Linked DNA regions of Mus musculus: region 2 is linked to region 1. Evidence: chromatin contacts called from public HiChIP or PLAC-seq data. All regions are on one chromosome and are shown on one strand. The core of a region is the stretch at or near the end of the contact, and the rest is flanking DNA. Distances in the headings are between cores, read along the strand shown. Region 1 holds the start of Slc2a4 (solute carrier family 2 (facilitated glucose transporter), member 4). Region 2 has its middle 12 kb from the start of Tnfsfm13.

Region 1 (7,636 bases), core at 2,232-4,731:
AAGCATAGAGTCACCAACCAGTGTGGTTAGAGGTTGGCACCATGGGATGGGGAGAAATGAGTTGTAGGGCTGTCATTTAAAAAAACATACAGGCTCTCCCCAAACTGGGTGCCTAGGACAGGACTTGGTCTGCTTCAACCCAAGAGGAATCAGAGGATCAAAAGCAGCTTGGGAAGGCCAGACCCCTCAGGGATGGAGGGAGGAGGAAGTACAGGGGGTGGGATGGAGGGACATTTGGCAAGTGGGGTGAAGGGATTGTTCTCCCCTGCTGGGATCCCCCCACCCCCACCCCTCTGATCTGGCAGGAAAGGGGTAGCCTGCAACACCCAAGAGCAGGTCCAGGGCTGTTAGATGCTCCAGGCAGGGGCTGGAGGAGCCTCTCAAAGGCTTGCCCTCCAGGAAGATGACCACAGCGCCACCTAGTTTCTCTACCAGGGTTCAGGGGGCCTTGATGTCCTCGTAGCAGTTAGCTTGTAATTCATGTTTTATTCCTGTCAGCTTCTTGATGGCATCCTTGAAGCTGGCACAGATTATTTTGCTTTTAAGGGATGCACTCTGAGGGGCCCAGAAGATAACAGCAGGTTGGTCCTCTGTCTTGCTCTCCTTGGTTGCATCCTAGAGAGTGTAGTGACGGTCAGTCCTTGTCTGGCAGCATCCTGACAGAAGTGGTGTAGGAGGACTCACCCACAGTCTGCCCTACATCTGCTTCCAAGACTTGCCCTCCTCCAGGATGATGTCCTTCCTTTCCTCACTCAGGCAGAAGAGCACCACCCTCTTGCATTGCTTCATTTCTTCTGGCCTTGAGGATTTGTGAATTTTCATGTCACTGAATACCTTGATGACACCATCAGAGACGGTCACACCAGAGGCCATGTTTCCAGAAGCAAAAGGGAAACAGAGAGCTACAGGAGAACTAAGCCTCTACAACTGCTGCCAGGATCTGATTGAACCTTTAAAATTATTTTTATTTTCTTTAGATTTATTTATTTTATTTTATTTGGGTGTTTTACTTGCATGCATATTTGTGTGCCACATGTATACTCAAGGGGGTCAGAAGAGAATGTCAGATCACCTGAAACTGGAGTTGCAGTTGGTTGTGAGTCACCATGTAGATGCTGGGAGTTTAACCTGGGTCCTCTGCAACAGGCTTCCTTAACCACTGCGCCACCTCTCCATCCCCGAGAGCCTTGCTTTGGAGGATGAATAGGCATTCTCTGGTATTCCAGACTGCAGGGACAGGTAAATGCACCAAGTGTAATCCCAGGCCTCATGAGGCTAAGGCCAAAGTATCACAAATTCAAGGTCAGACTAGCTGACATATAAGTTCTAGGCCAGTAGGAAGAGGGAAAGAGGGGCAGGAAGGATAAAAAAGGGAGGAGAGGAAGGAAGAAGAGGATGAAGAGGAAGAAGAGGATGGGTAGAGGCAAGAAAGGAGACAGTTAAGGGGAAGATCTGGGTAGGAGAATCCAAACTTGATCACAGGACAAGAAAAAGACAGTGACTCTAGGCAGGAATTAACCTCAGATCTACAGTCCCAACACTCTGGGTAGAACAGCAACTTCGAGGCCAGTGTGTAATATATAGTGAGTTCCACGTCAGTTTCAGGTACTGCAAGACTGTCTCAAAAACAAAACAAAAGGGATGTGCTTTGAAAATTGTAATCTACCCTCCTGTTTTTGTTGTGTTCGGCTTAGGTGTTTTGTTTTGTTTTGAAACCTTGGCTGTTCTGGAACTCACTCTGTAAACCAGGCTGGCCTTGGGGTTAGAGATGTGCCCCACCACCCCTGGACATTCTTCTCTCTTTTTATTTTTAATTATTTTTTTAAAGATTTATTTATTTATTATATGTAAGTACACTGTAGCTGTCTTCAGACACTCCAGAAGAGGGAGTCAGATCTCGTTACGGATGGTTGTGAACCACCATGTGGTTGCTGGGATTTGAACTCTGGACCTTTGGAAGAGCAGTCAGATGCTCTTACCCACTGAGCCATCTCACCAGCCCCTAATTATTATTTTTTATGTGAATGGGCATTTTGCCTGCATATATGTCTGTGTACCACATGTGTACCTGGGGCCAGTGGAAGCCAGAAAAGGGTGTTGGAGCCCCTGGAACTGAAGTTACAGATGGTTGTAGCTTCCACATGTGTGCTGGGAATCAAACCTGATTCTGGAAGAGCAGTCAATGCTTTTATCTGCTGAGCCATCTTTCTTGCCCCTCCACCCTCCTCTTCAGGGAAGAGGAGAAGCAAGAAAAGCAGTCATGACAGGATAGTCCAGAATAAAGTGGTAGTGGTACGGATGAAGAAAACCAATGTGCAAGAGAAGTCAAAACACCAACATTGAGAAGACACCATGAAAGTGACTGGTTAGCTCCTTGGGAAAAGGAACTTGAAGGAGGTCCATACTTGTACGTGTTCGTCATATAAACGGTACCATTCTGGCGGCAGCTAGACTCAGGTCTGGCGTTCCATAGAGGGCTGGGTTGTAGGTTATTGAGCTCTCAGGGGAAGGGTTAATAGAAGAGAGCCACCCCAGAAGTTAGCTACCCTGGTGCAATCCACTAAGGTTCCTCGCTCTCCCTCTAGGTGGCGCCAGAAGCCTTGCACTTCTCTTGGGCCTTTTTCTGAATTGAGCTCTCTCTCCACATTCTTCGCCAGCTCTCTCCCTGGACGTGCTTAGGTCGTGCCCTCTCAGCTGTAGACCCAAAACAGTAGCTGACTCTGGAAAGCTTGTCGCCCACGCGGCCAGCACATGCCTGGAGGCTCAGGGACTTCAGGGAGGGTGGTGTGACTGGCGTGAGCACCTGTCCCTTGGGTCCCCTCCAAGAACCAGTGTAGAGACTATGTGGAGGGGATGGGCCAGTAGGCAGCGCGCCGCCCAGAGATGCGTGGAAAGAAAGGACGATCAGGCATGGTCTCCAGATACACTAGGAACGGAAGTTATTGGTCCCTTGGATCATCTCCTCGTGGGAAGCGTGTCGCGGACCCTTTAAGGCTCCATCTCCTTTGCCCTCCCCCGCCTGGGACAGGCTGGGACACCCGGGACCTGACATTTGGCGGAGCCTAACGTGGGAACTAAAAATAGCCACTCCGGGTTACTTCGGGGCATACACACATACACACACACACACACACACACACACGCGGGCTCTATGTCATCCTGCTGGAGTTACCCCGTACCCTGGCAAGTACATGTAGCCCATACCCTCCTCTTCGACCTTTCAGGGGGACCAGCTGCACTCAATTCTTTCAGAAATTTCGCAGTCCAAGATTTTGGATGGCGGGAAGAGCCTTTTGTTCCAAGGACCCTACTTTGAAAACTCAGAAGCAGGCGGGAACCTTAGGGGCGTGTCTCCCCAGCCAGCACTAGGGCTAGGGGTGGGGGCGTGGCCTTTTGGGGTGTGCGGGCTCCTGGCCAATGGGTGTTGTGAAGGGCGTGTCCTATGGCGGGGCGGGAGTGGGGAGGTGGCTTCAGCTCTCCGCATCTTTCCCCCTCAAGCGGGTCTCACTAGATCCCGGAGAGCCTTGGTGCTCTCCGGTTCCGTGGGTTGTGGCAGTGAGTCCCACCAGACCCGCCCTTTGCACACGGCTTCCGAACGCCGGGGTCTCGTGCCGGCCAGGCCCGGACCCTATACCCTATTCATTTTTTTCTTATTGCAGCGCCTGAGTCTTTTCTTCTTTTAAAACAAGATGCCGTCGGGTTTCCAGCAGATCGGCTCTGACGTAAGGTTCAGCATACCGGGGCGAATTGGGAAATCTGGTCCAGTTTTTCTTGGGCTGAGTTTGGGGTTGGGGTCAGCTAGGAGGCGGTTCTTGCGCAGGCGCAGGGGTTGGAGATGGGGGGCTGGCTATTTATATTCAGCCTAGACAACCCGTGACTGTCAAATTCCAATCCCGCCAAGAGACAGAGTGGGTCCGAGAGACTCTTTACGCGCCCAGGCTGAGAGACTGGATTCTCGGGAATCCAGAACTTGTCTCCTAGCCTACTGTGCACTGCATGGGGTGACACTCTGCCCACGACTCTATTTGGAATGGTAGATCCAGAGTCTCGCCTTCCCTTCCCGGAGCTGTTCAGATTTACGGTGTTTCTAGGACCCGAGCACTTCGGGGGCCCCACCCCCACTGCTGGCTGTCTTCCAGGAGGCTGAACTTTCTCTCGGCCTTGCGGTGGGTGGAGGGGCAGAGGGGAGTGTCAGCCCCCCCCCCCAGCTCAGGTTTCCTCTTGGAGACAGACTGTGCCGCCAGCAGTAGCCACCACTGCCACCGCCCCTCACACCACTCACTACCATCCCTCCTCTTCCCCTGGGCATGGCTCTCTCTCCCTGCTAAAATCCCCCCTCACATCCCCGAGTACTTGGTCCCAGTTTAGGAGCTGAGGGTTGGCTAGGCCTAGACCTAAAAGGCTACCCCAAAGCAATGACCCAGACGCCCTTTCTGGACTAGCCATTCTTGGGCCTGTTTACGGCCTACTGGAGCAAGCTGAGAGAACTTCCAGAAGGAAGAGACAAGGGCTAGAGGTGATGTTAAAACATTATTTATATTAGTTTATAAAACAGGCACTGTCTGGGATACTGTTATAGTTGATTTTGATTTTTCAAGTGTTTTCACAGACTGACAGGTAGCCGAGGGAGGCAATATCACCTGACAGAAGAGGAAATCCAGGTTCAGTTTAGAGTGGGGAAGTGACTTACCCAAGGTCACACAAGTCTTGAGTCTGTCTCAAGGTCACAGGGGAATTTTGAGGTCCAGATCCTCAAACTTTTGCCTGTGGTGTGGACACAGAGATCGGTTTTTTCCTACATGCCCAGGTTCCTGTGGCGTTCTGTTTACAGTGAGATCTTTGTACAATTCCTAATATGGCCCACTTTCTCTCATCCAGTATGTTGGATGGAGCCCAGAATCTTCATGCTGCAGCTAGGCCTGGGCCCCTGAAGGAAGTCAAACATGACTCTACATGACATACCTTCCTTTGTTTCTGTCTGTCCAGGATGGGGAACCCCCTCGGCAGCGAGTGACTGGAACACTGGTCCTAGCTGTATTCTCAGCTGTGCTTGGCTCCCTTCAGTTTGGCTATAACATTGGGGTTATCAATGCCCCACAGAAGGTGAGTGACCTACCAGCTGTTGGGGTGTGGTGGGCGGGGTATATCAGGCAGTGGAAAGAGAAAGGTCTCTAGAGTTACTCCCATATTCCCCCCCCTCCCTCGCAACCAGGTGATTGAACAGAGCTACAATGCAACGTGGCTGGGTAGGCAAGGTCCTGGGGGACCGGATTCCATCCCACAAGGCACCCTCACTACGCTCTGGGCTCTCTCCGTGGCCATCTTCTCTGTGGGTGGCATGATCTCTTCCTTTCTCATTGGCATCATTTCTCAATGGTTGGGAAGGTATGGAGCTGGAGGGCAGAGGAGGGGAGGAGTAGGACGGAGGGCCACAGCATGGGTGTCGTGACCAGCCCTCCTCTCTGTGTGCCTGCCAGGAAAAGGGCTATGCTGGCCAACAATGTCTTGGCCGTGTTGGGGGGCGCCCTCATGGGCCTAGCCAATGCCGCGGCCTCCTATGAGATACTCATTCTTGGACGGTTCCTCATTGGCGCCTACTCAGGTACCCACAGGTGCTATGGCTCTACTCTGTGCCTCTGCTCTCCTTAATGTATGTGTATGAGCTTCTATATGGAATATGCAGCTATCCTCGGCTCTCTCTTCTTCCTTCTGCCCAGGGCTAACATCAGGGCTGGTGCCCATGTATGTGGGAGAAATCGCCCCCACTCATCTTCGGGGTGCCTTGGGAACACTCAACCAACTGGCCATCGTCATTGGCATTCTGGTTGCCCAGGTAAAAAGACCTGGCTTTGTGGGGAGCTGGAGTAGGAGTTGGAGAGGACGCCTGCATTTGGGCTGGAAGGAAGAGCAAAGTCACTTTTCCTCTTTCCTGTCTTTTCCTACAGGTGCTGGGCTTGGAGTCTATGCTGGGCACAGCTACCCTGTGGCCACTGCTTCTGGCTCTCACAGTACTCCCTGCTCTCCTGCAGCTGATTCTGCTGCCCTTCTGTCCTGAGAGCCCCAGATACCTCTACATCATCCGGAACCTGGAGGGGCCTGCCCGAAAGAGTGAGCCCTCACCTTGTATCTAGCCCAGGCTCATACCTCCACCCCATCTTGCTAGTAACCGGGCCTCCTCTCGGGTTCCCTAAAGCCTGACATTCCCCTCCCCCAGGTCTAAAGCGCCTGACCGGCTGGGCTGATGTGTCTGACGCACTAGCTGAGCTGAAGGATGAGAAACGGAAGTTGGAGAGAGAGCGTCCAATGTCCTTGCTCCAGCTCCTGGGCAGCCGCACCCACCGGCAGCCTCTGATCATCGCAGTGGTGCTGCAGCTGAGCCAACAGCTCTCAGGCATCAATGCTGTACGTAGAGAGGCCCAGGCAGAGCATGGGTCAGGTACCAGTTTGGGAAAAGGGAGCAAGTCACCGCCTCCATTAGCATTCAGGCTCAGTCTGGTTTGGTGTGGTTAGAATAAAGGAGCAGACATCCCTAGCTCTGCCTCTCCTGTCCCCCCTCACTTCTAGGTTTTCTACTATTCAACCAGCATCTTCGAGTCGGCTGGGGTGGGACAGCCAGCCTACGCCACCATAGGAGCTGGTGTGGTCAATACGGTCTTCACGTTGGTCTCGGTAACTGCTTGCCTGTGGAATGGCCACACCACTGGTGTCATAGCCCTGGGTGCCCTGGGGTTACTCTTTGTCACCAACTGACCGCTGCACACACAACCCCCTCTCCCCCACAGGTGCTCTTAGTAGAACGAGCTGGACGACGGACACTCCATCTGTTGGGCCTGGCCGGCATGTGTGGCTGTGCCATCTTGATGACCGTGGCTCTGCTGCTGCTGGTGAGGCCTCAGGACTTTGAGAATACAGCAATCTTACCCATGGGGATAACCCCAAGAGGCTCTGTGGCTGGCTGTGCCAGGACCGTGGGTGGGTGCTGTAGTCTACGGTCTATGTTTCTGAGGTACCCTGGCCACGCTGGGGCCTAGCATAATGTAATAGTTCCTATGAAACCTCAGGAGCAATGATTCCCAAAAGCACAACTTCGGAGCCAAGGGAGCAAGAAACCAGAACATTCTACCTTGAAACTTCCAGAGGTAGCCAACAAAATGACAGCAGCTCTCAGAAACGCTCTGGGGCAGTGCAGCACTTGGTAGGCTGAGGTGGAGGCCTTGAAAGTTCAAGGCCAAACTGGGCAACATGTGACACTGTCTAAAAGGGCAGTGGACGGGGGATGCTTTAGGCCTGCTTTAGCCTAGAATGGTAGCTTCTACCCGATTAAGCCCTGGAAGATTTCAGTTCTCTGGGCCAAAGGCAAGGGGAAAGGCCAGAACCAAATTTTCTGCTATTCCTTCCTGGTCTCTAGGAACGGGTTCCAGCCATGAGCTATGTCTCCATCGTGGCCATATTTGGCTTTGTGGCCTTCTTTGAGATTGGCCCTGGCCCCATTCCCTGGTTCATTGTGGCAGAGCTCTTCAGCCAGGGCCCCCGCCCAGCCGCCATGGCTGTCGCTGGTTTCTCCAACTGGACCTGTAACTTCATTGTCGGCATGGGTTTCCAGTATGTTGCGGTAGGTTCCCTACCCTTTGCCCAG
Region 2 (7,636 bases), core at 2,199-4,698, 240 kb after region 1:
CTGGTGCTAGATGCAAGTTTTGTTGTGGGGGGAGTGTAACCTGGAAACTGGTAGACACAGGTCTTGTTGGGGGCTAACCTGGAAACTGATGCTAGGTACCAGCCTGTTAGTTAACTTGAGTTCAACCTTAGGTCAGGTTCTCTAAGACTCAGACTGTGAAGCTAGAGACACTGGAAATGAGGAGGAAAAAAAGTGGCTTGCTTCTGCTTCTGGTTCTGTGTTAGCTAACCCGACCAGGTAAGAGTCAGGACTTGGGAAAAGGCTCTAGGAAAAAACAACAAAACCAGCTTCAACAGGCTCTGAGTGGCTCCTGGGCCCAGCCCTGCTTCAGGGCAACATTCTCAGAGCACAAACCCCCTACTCAGATTCATCTAGTGTGTCCAACTAAAACTGACTCAAGTGCTGGGCAGTGGTGCAAGCTTTATCTCTTAAAACAAAACAAAACAAAATTCCTGCTCTCTGGAGGCAGACAGGTGGATCTCTGAATTTGAGCACACTGTCGCTGTCTTCAGACACACCAGAAGAGGGCATTGGATTCCCTTACAGATGGTTGTGAGTTACCATGTGGTTGCTGGGAATTGAACTCAGGATCTCTGGAAGAGCAGTCAGTGCTCTTAACCGCTGAGCCATCTCTCCAGCCCCCAGATCTCTGAATTTGAAACCAGCCTGGTCTACAGAGGGAGTTGCAGGACAGCCAGGGCTACACAGAAAAACCCTGTCTCAAAACAAAACAAAACAACAACAATAACAAAAGAAATCAGACTGACTGTGGATAAGAACTGCTTCTAAAAGAGCTCTCACGGATTCCAGAAGGAAGACCATCCCAGGCCACCCTGGACAAGGAGTTATATGCAGCAGCCAAGGAGACCTGCTGTGTCTTGGGAGTGGCCCCCTTGTGATTAGACAGCCTGAAGCTACAACAGTGAGTCCCCAAAACCCACATCAGTCCACATGAATCACACATGCGTAGTGACAGAGGGTCATTTACATCACGAGTTTGACACCAGCCCCTTTCTGTAGGGCTCATGGGAGGAGATACCCTAAAAGGGAGATGGATTCACCATCATTTGGGACAGAGAAAGGATCACCCTATGCTATGAATATAGCACCTGCTTTATAAATATTCATAAAACTTCTTTAAAATCCAGAGCACAGACACCACTAGGCTGCTGTAGTCCCTGGGTTAAGGCAGCGACTTCATCTCTTTTTGGAGTGTTTGCATTGCTTAGCTTTGCGTGTATGGCTTTGCTAAGTAAACTTCTGCTTAAACTATGTCTGTATGTCTCTCTCTTTAAAAAACATGTTAATTCATTGTGCGTGGGAGATTACACTTATGGAGGTCAAAGATAACTCCTGGAAGTCAGTTCTCTATTTCTACCATGTGGGCCCTGGGAACTGGGCTTGGATCACCAAGCCTGACAGCAAGGGCCTTTACTTGCTCAGCCAGCTCCATGGCTCTATGTTTCTTGACTAAATTCACTCCTTCAAGAACTGGGAGCCTTACCCCAACCTCTGCTCCCACCTCTACAGTATCCACTGCACTAACCGTGCTGAGAGAAGGTTGACTCTCTGTGGAAGCCTCAGAGCCAGAGTTTCAGTTTCCCAGCATCCTTTGCTACAGATGGGGAATAGGCCCCTGTCTGAGGCACGAGGACTACTGCCTGTTCAGTCTTTGTTCTGACGAGTGAGGGAACAGATTGAGAGCAGAACCCGCTCCAGGGAGCATCTGCTTTCAGTTGTGCTGCAGGAGACTGCAGTTGTCCCAGCCAGGAGACTAGGGAGGGAATAGCCTCTGCAGAGAGCAGTGGCCCTCACTGCGGGTTTTCTCCACCCAGGTCGATGTTCTAATCTGATTCTACAATCTTCCCAGAGACTCTAGGAGCTCTGCATGGCTCTTCATCTCATTTCCTGCTGATACCTCCCGGGGTTGGTTTCTATTCCTTCCAACTAAAAGCTCTGCTACCTCAGTCCCATGCAGGGCTCTGGGTAGAGATGAAGGCCTTCAGGCCTGCCTGTGTGATGGCCAGCGATCAGCCTCAGGCACAGCTTTTGCCTAGGTCCCCCTTCTGCAGGGCTGGGCAGAACACTGAGTGGTGGGATCAGATTATGGGGCTGCTGATTGGATGACACACAGTTGTCACTGGAGATGCCTATTCCAGTCTTACACACCAGATCTGAAACTCCAAGCCTGGGAGCAGTGTTCCCAGAGGTCACCAAACACTCACCGCCTAGGCTACAGTAGTGAGTCCTAGATACCCTGGGCTACAGTGTGAAACTGTTTCAAAAACAAACCAAAACATAAATACATGCTGTGCTAAACAAACAAAACAGAAACAACTTTTTGGCCTAAGTACTTGGTCTAAAGTCAGCAGGAGTCACTACTCTGTGCTTCCACCTTTAAATACTGCTCCTTAAACTCTTCCTCAGAGGCTCTGGCAAGAGGGCATCTGTTGGTGCAGGAAGTCAGAGGTCTTGCCTCCTGGGACAGAGAAAACAGGAAAATATAAATGAGAGAGCGTCCAAAGCCAGAAACAGATGGCCTCAAGGTATCACTGGGCCAGGAAGCCAAAGGCAGCATGGGCATGGTGGGGTTCCCTTGGGCTCAAGGCAGGGGATAGAGACACACCTTTAAAGAGTGCTGTGTAGCTCAGTGGTAGAGAGCTCAACCAACATGGAGGAAGTCTTATGTTCAGTTTCCAGTATTTCAAGGGAAAGGGTGGAATTTAGTTAATTCCCTCCTTTGCAAACCAAACAACAGTTTTTCTCTTGATTTACAACAGGCCTGCAGGTGTAAGGGGGATGGTGGCGGTGGTCCCCTGCTGTTCCTTCCTGGAGATTCCCCTTCCAGTACCTAGCTGTGCCTACACACAGGAAACATTAACATTTTTCTTCTTTCACTTCACAATGTGTCTCAGAGTGAGCCCCTTCAATGGTTTCATATAACCCAAACAAACAAAAAGGCCGCATGTATAGTACCAGAAATTGGGGGGCTCAGGCAGGGGGTTTTGGGGAGCCTGAGGTCAGTCTCACCTGCTACATAGTGAAACCCTGTCCAAAGTAGATGGATGGGTGGGTGGCTTCGGCTTTTGCCTTTGATCCCAGCATTTGGGAAGAACAGGAGTTCACGTCATCATCTTCAGCTACATAACCAGTCTGAGGCCAGTCTGCATCAAAAACCAATGATCTCATGTTTCCACTGAGTTTTATTTGGTATTTTTGTACCACAAATGTAGGCATCCAGTGGCCATGGCCAAGCTGGGTTTACCTGAAAGGGGGGCTGGAAATGAAAAAGGGGGGGGGTTAGGGGGAGAAGAATGAAACCAAAACAAGGTACTGATCAAGGCTACAAGTTTAGTATTCAGCACTGCCTTTGTATAGGGCAAGCCCACACACCCCATCCTCCATTTCAGCTGGATTATGTTGCAAAGCAAGGTCTGTGGGCAGTCTATTCTTCTAAATTCCTGTGGGGAATTACACAGGCAACCCAGGCAGGTGACTCCACCTAAGGCACGTACAGCCAAGGCAGGTGACACCACTAAGGTAGATAAGGTCCATTGTGGCCAGCACTCGAGGTCTGTTCAGTCTGCTCAAGGCTGGGAAGGCCACACACAAATAATTCTTCACCTTAAAACAACAACAACAAAAACAAGCCAGGGGCAGTGGTGACACACGCCTTTAGTCCCAGCACTCAGGAGGCAGAGGCAGGCAGATTTCTGAGTTCGAGGCCAGCCTGGTCTACAGAGTGAGTTCCAAGACAGCCAGGGCTATACAGAGAAACCCTGTCTGGAAAAACCAAAATAATAATAATAGTGATGATGATGATGATGTTATGGTTGGGGTCACCACAGCATGAGGGTGTATTAAAGGGTCTCTACAATGACCCATACAGGAAGTCTTCCCAGCGCCAAAAGCCAGTGGAGGGCAGAATCCAGGTGCTATAGTCTGTATCTTAAATGCCTTCCAAACATCTGTCCCAGCGTGCGGTGCTACTAGGAGGTGGGTGGTGAGGCCTGTGGGAGAGAAGGCCTGTGGGAGAGAAGGCCTGTGGGAGAAAAATCCTGAAGGGATTGTGGGGATCCTGATTCCCATTTAAAAACAGGCGGGAGTTACCTCCTCCCATGATGCTCTGCTTTCCATGGCCTGAAGGAGCCCAGATACTAGGGATTAAAACCTCTGAATTCTAAAATAGAAACAAACTTTGCTTCCTTAAGACTGATTTACTGTAGGAAAGCTAATCAACAAAGCAGGCGCCTCGCCTCATTGCCTAGCCCACTGCTACACAAAGGGTTAACAGCTGGCTGGTCCACCACTCAGGATGTTCATGGGGTTTGTTGCAGTTATTTATTTATTTATTTATTTATCTAGGGACAGGGTTTCTTTGTGTAGCCCTGGCTATCCAGGAACTCACTCTGTGAACTGACCTCAAACTCACAGACATCTGCCTCCCTCTGCTGGGATTAAAGTCCTAACACTGCCAAGGAGCACTTTCAGGTAACTGTTCCTGAGTTTGCAGGGCAGTTGGCTCCTACTGCCTGCTCTCTTGCTTGGAGGGAGGACAGATGGTGTGACACATCAGAGCTAAAACAGAAGTGAGTCAAGTTGCAGCTCAGGGCCAAGCCCAAAGAAGGTGCCAAGGGCCAGGAGCCAAGCCAGACCAATCACATTAGCCTCGGAGCCAACACAGCAGGTTGCCAACATAGTCAGGTGCTGAGGCTGGCTAGGAAGGACGACCGACCGGCTCAGCCTTAACCTGAGGGCAGCTACAGACTGAATGGTGAAGAGGGAGGAAGACAGAGGGCTGACTGTGGGGAGCTATACCAACCTAAGACTTCCTCAGAGGGAACTTTAGTTCGGTGTCCTTGTCCAGGTGTGGACTTGGTAAGGCTCACACTGATTCTGGGGCCCATGTCTTAGATGGGTAGGGGGTTCTGTTTCTGGAAACCCAACTTTCCCCCCTGGACTGTGGTCTTCAGTCCTGAGGCAGCTGAATCCGGTGTCCTCTTTGCCAACATTATCAAACTTTGCTTTCTGCTGACCTTGGCCACTCTGCCTCCACCCTGAACATGCTTCCCCCTGCAAATACTTTGTACCATGCTGTGCTTCTTAGTAAACAAGCAAGAAAAGGGACAAAGAGAGAGAGAGAGAGAGAGAGTCAGCACATGTCAGCAGTAGAGCACTTGCCTATCATGAACCAGGTTTTTTGTTGTTGTCGTTGTTCTGTTTTTTGTTTTTTTGTTTTTTGTTTCTTTCGAGACAGGGTTTCTCTGTATAGCCCTGGCTGTCCTGGAACTCACTCTGTAGACCAGGCTGACCTCGAACTCAGAAATCCGCCTGCTTCTGCCTCCCTAGTGCTGGGATTAAAGGTGTGCACCACCATGCCCGGCTGTGGTGGGGTTTGGTTTCTGGAAATGGAAAAAACCTCAAAAAAAAAAAAAAAAAAGCCAGGTGTGGTGGCGCACGCCTTTAATCCCAGCACTAAGGAGGCAGAGGCAGGCGGATTTCTGAGTTCGAGGCCATCTACAGAGTGAGTTCCAGGACAGCCAGGGCTATACAGAGAAACTCTGTCTCGAAAAACCAAAAAAAAAAAAAAAAAGTCTTACTGTGTGCCATGTACAAGCTGGGCCAGGAGAGATATGGACCTTAAGATAAACAGTCTTGGAGCTGGAGAGATAGCTCAGCAGTTAAGAGGTCCTGAGTTCAATTCCCAGCAACCACATGGTGGCTCACAACCATTTGTAATAAGAGCTGATGCCCTCTTCTGGAATGTCTGAAGACAGCTACAGTGTACTCACATATAATAAATAAATAAATCTTTTTTTTTTCTTTTCTTTTCTTTTCTTTTTTTTTTTTTTTTTTTTTTTTTTCGAGACAGAGTTTCTCTGTATAGCCCTGGCTGTCCTGGAACTCACTTTGTAGACCAGGCTGGCCTCGAACTCAGAGATCCACCTGCCTCTGCCTCCCGAGTGCTGGGATTAAAGGCGTGGGCTGCCACGCCCAGCTAAATAAATCTTAAAAAAAAAAAGATTAACAGTATTAGCGTGCACATGGCTGTGTGAAGTGTGGGAGGCAGACCCCAGAGAGCAAGCTTGACCAGGGCAATGATAAACACACAGCTCTGGTGACAAGGACCCCTTGGGAAGCACTGTGAGGCAGCAGTTGGTGTGTCGGACCAGATCAGAAGTGCCATGACTTTTTATGATAACTCTCAATGGGTTTAAATCCCAAAACCTCACAGTGGCCAAGTGAGGATGCTAGATCTGCCCAACCTTCTCACATCTGTGTACATCACATCTATACGGTAGGTAGGGTGCAGTCATTTCTTGGAGAGGGGGGGACTGCCTGGGATCGAGGGCAGCTACCACTGCCCAGCTCCATGACAGACTGAATGTCACTGGATGTGGAAAACAGCCACTCAGACTTCTAGAATGTGGGGTACAGAAAGCATATAGCTTTTTTTACCATTGTACAGATGAGAACTCTAAGCTGCAGGCAACACCTGTTCACTATTTGCATCTCCCATCTCTGTCTGCACAGAGCCTAGACACAGGCACACAGCGAGGCACATTCAGTGCTTAGACCATAGTTCCTAGGCACCCTTCCCCCAGAAAGGGAGCAGAGTTCCTCAAGAGAAGGGTTCTGAGTGGGATAGAGAGGGAGAGGAAAGGAGGGAGGGAAGGGAAGGAGAAGGGGAAAGGAAGGGGTGGGGAGGGAAGGGAAGGGGAGGGAAGGGAAGGGGAGGGGAGGAGAGGGGTGGGGAGGGAAGGGAAGGGAAGAGAAGGGGAGGGGAGGGAAGGGAAGGGAAGGGGAGGGGAGGGGAGGGAAGGAATGCAGGTGAGCTGAGAGAAGCCGACTTTGTGGTGAATGCTCATAACCTCAGCATTTGGGAGGCTGAGACAGAACCGGATTAGCAGACAGGAAAGCTCTGTAGTAAACAAACTGAAACAAATCCAAGTATTAAAATGGATAATGATTTAATACATCTTGATACATTTTAAAATACACATGAATAATGAGTCTGTGGCTTACAACTTGTGGCAGCCTGTCAATAGTAAGTGGAGGCTAGTCAGGAACCAGCAACTGCTCAGGCCAGGTGGAAGCTGAAGGAAACTGAGGGGCGGGTGGTGTGGCCTCGGTGGGGGCTGAATGCGGTTCCTGCCCTTGGAACAGGACTGGCAGTCTATAGAATCCTGGGTTGTGGATGGCTACTGTGGGCGTTGGGCTTGTTTGTATAATAAATGTACATGGTTTGTATTCTTTCTCTAAGGAATGTCATGGGGTTAAAGTTAATGACTTCATGATAATATGATAATTAGAGACTGGAGACATCCGGGACAGGAAGGTGTGGCTAATGCTCAGCAAAATGCTACAGACTGGGACCTTCAGGACCACACTTTAAGGCCATGGAAAAGAACTCTCAAAACAGAAGTTCAGAATTTATGGGTTCTCAGTCATGCAAAATATAAAGATACAGTATAAAAGATGAATCTAAAGGAACAAAAGCAGCCTCACTGTGAGCCAACTTGTCAGAAGATACTAAGGAAGTTTGTTCCTTTGTTATTGCTACAAAGGCAGAGAGATTTTTGAGTTCAAGGTCGGCCTGGGACAGAGCAAGGTCAGGCCGGGTGTGGTAGAAATG

Evidence for each region. HiChIP or PLAC-seq counts read pairs in DNA pulled down with a chosen protein or histone mark.
Region 2: an H3K27ac HiChIP or PLAC-seq map of embryonic stem cells shows a contact between it and region 1, with 6 read pairs. The contact joins the enhancer-like site here to the promoter of Slc2a4 in region 1. A contact is called at or near these places in 19 of 39 promoter capture datasets (the 3T3-L1 cell line, the C10 cell line, the HPC-7 cell line and 13 more), 3 of 484 Hi-C or Micro-C datasets (the G1E-ER4 cell line, bone marrow-derived macrophages and pancreatic cancer cells), 11 of 115 datasets of contacts at active chromatin or transcription factors (the HPC-7 cell line, T-cell acute lymphoblastic leukemia, craniofacial prominence and 8 more) and 3 of 9 other capture datasets (adipose tissue, liver and macrophages).

The regions. Positions count from the first base shown.
Region 1 is chr11:69,944,035-69,951,670 of GRCm38.p6, reverse strand. Slc2a4 (solute carrier family 2 (facilitated glucose transporter), member 4) reads left to right here and starts at 3,481. Exons shown (of 11, transcript NM_009204.2): 1 at 3,481-3,722; 2 at 4,987-5,103; 3 at 5,213-5,385; 4 at 5,478-5,602; 5 at 5,718-5,833; 6 at 5,946-6,108; 7 at 6,215-6,402; 8 at 6,565-6,669; 9 at 6,783-6,884; 10 at 7,409-7,612. The coding sequence starts at 3,690. It also overlaps the pseudogene Gm12310.
Region 2 is chr11:69,703,968-69,711,603 of GRCm38.p6, reverse strand. No RefSeq gene overlaps it. Among named protein-coding and RNA genes, the nearest start is that of Tnfsfm13, 12 kb to the right of the region's middle. Within about 2 kb of position 3,448, at least 49 of the 459 cell types and tissues checked have an H3K27ac peak or open chromatin away from gene starts, as enhancers often do. A contact at or near this core is called in T-cell acute lymphoblastic leukemia, embryonic stem cells, hippocampal neurons and 2 more, where this site is marked.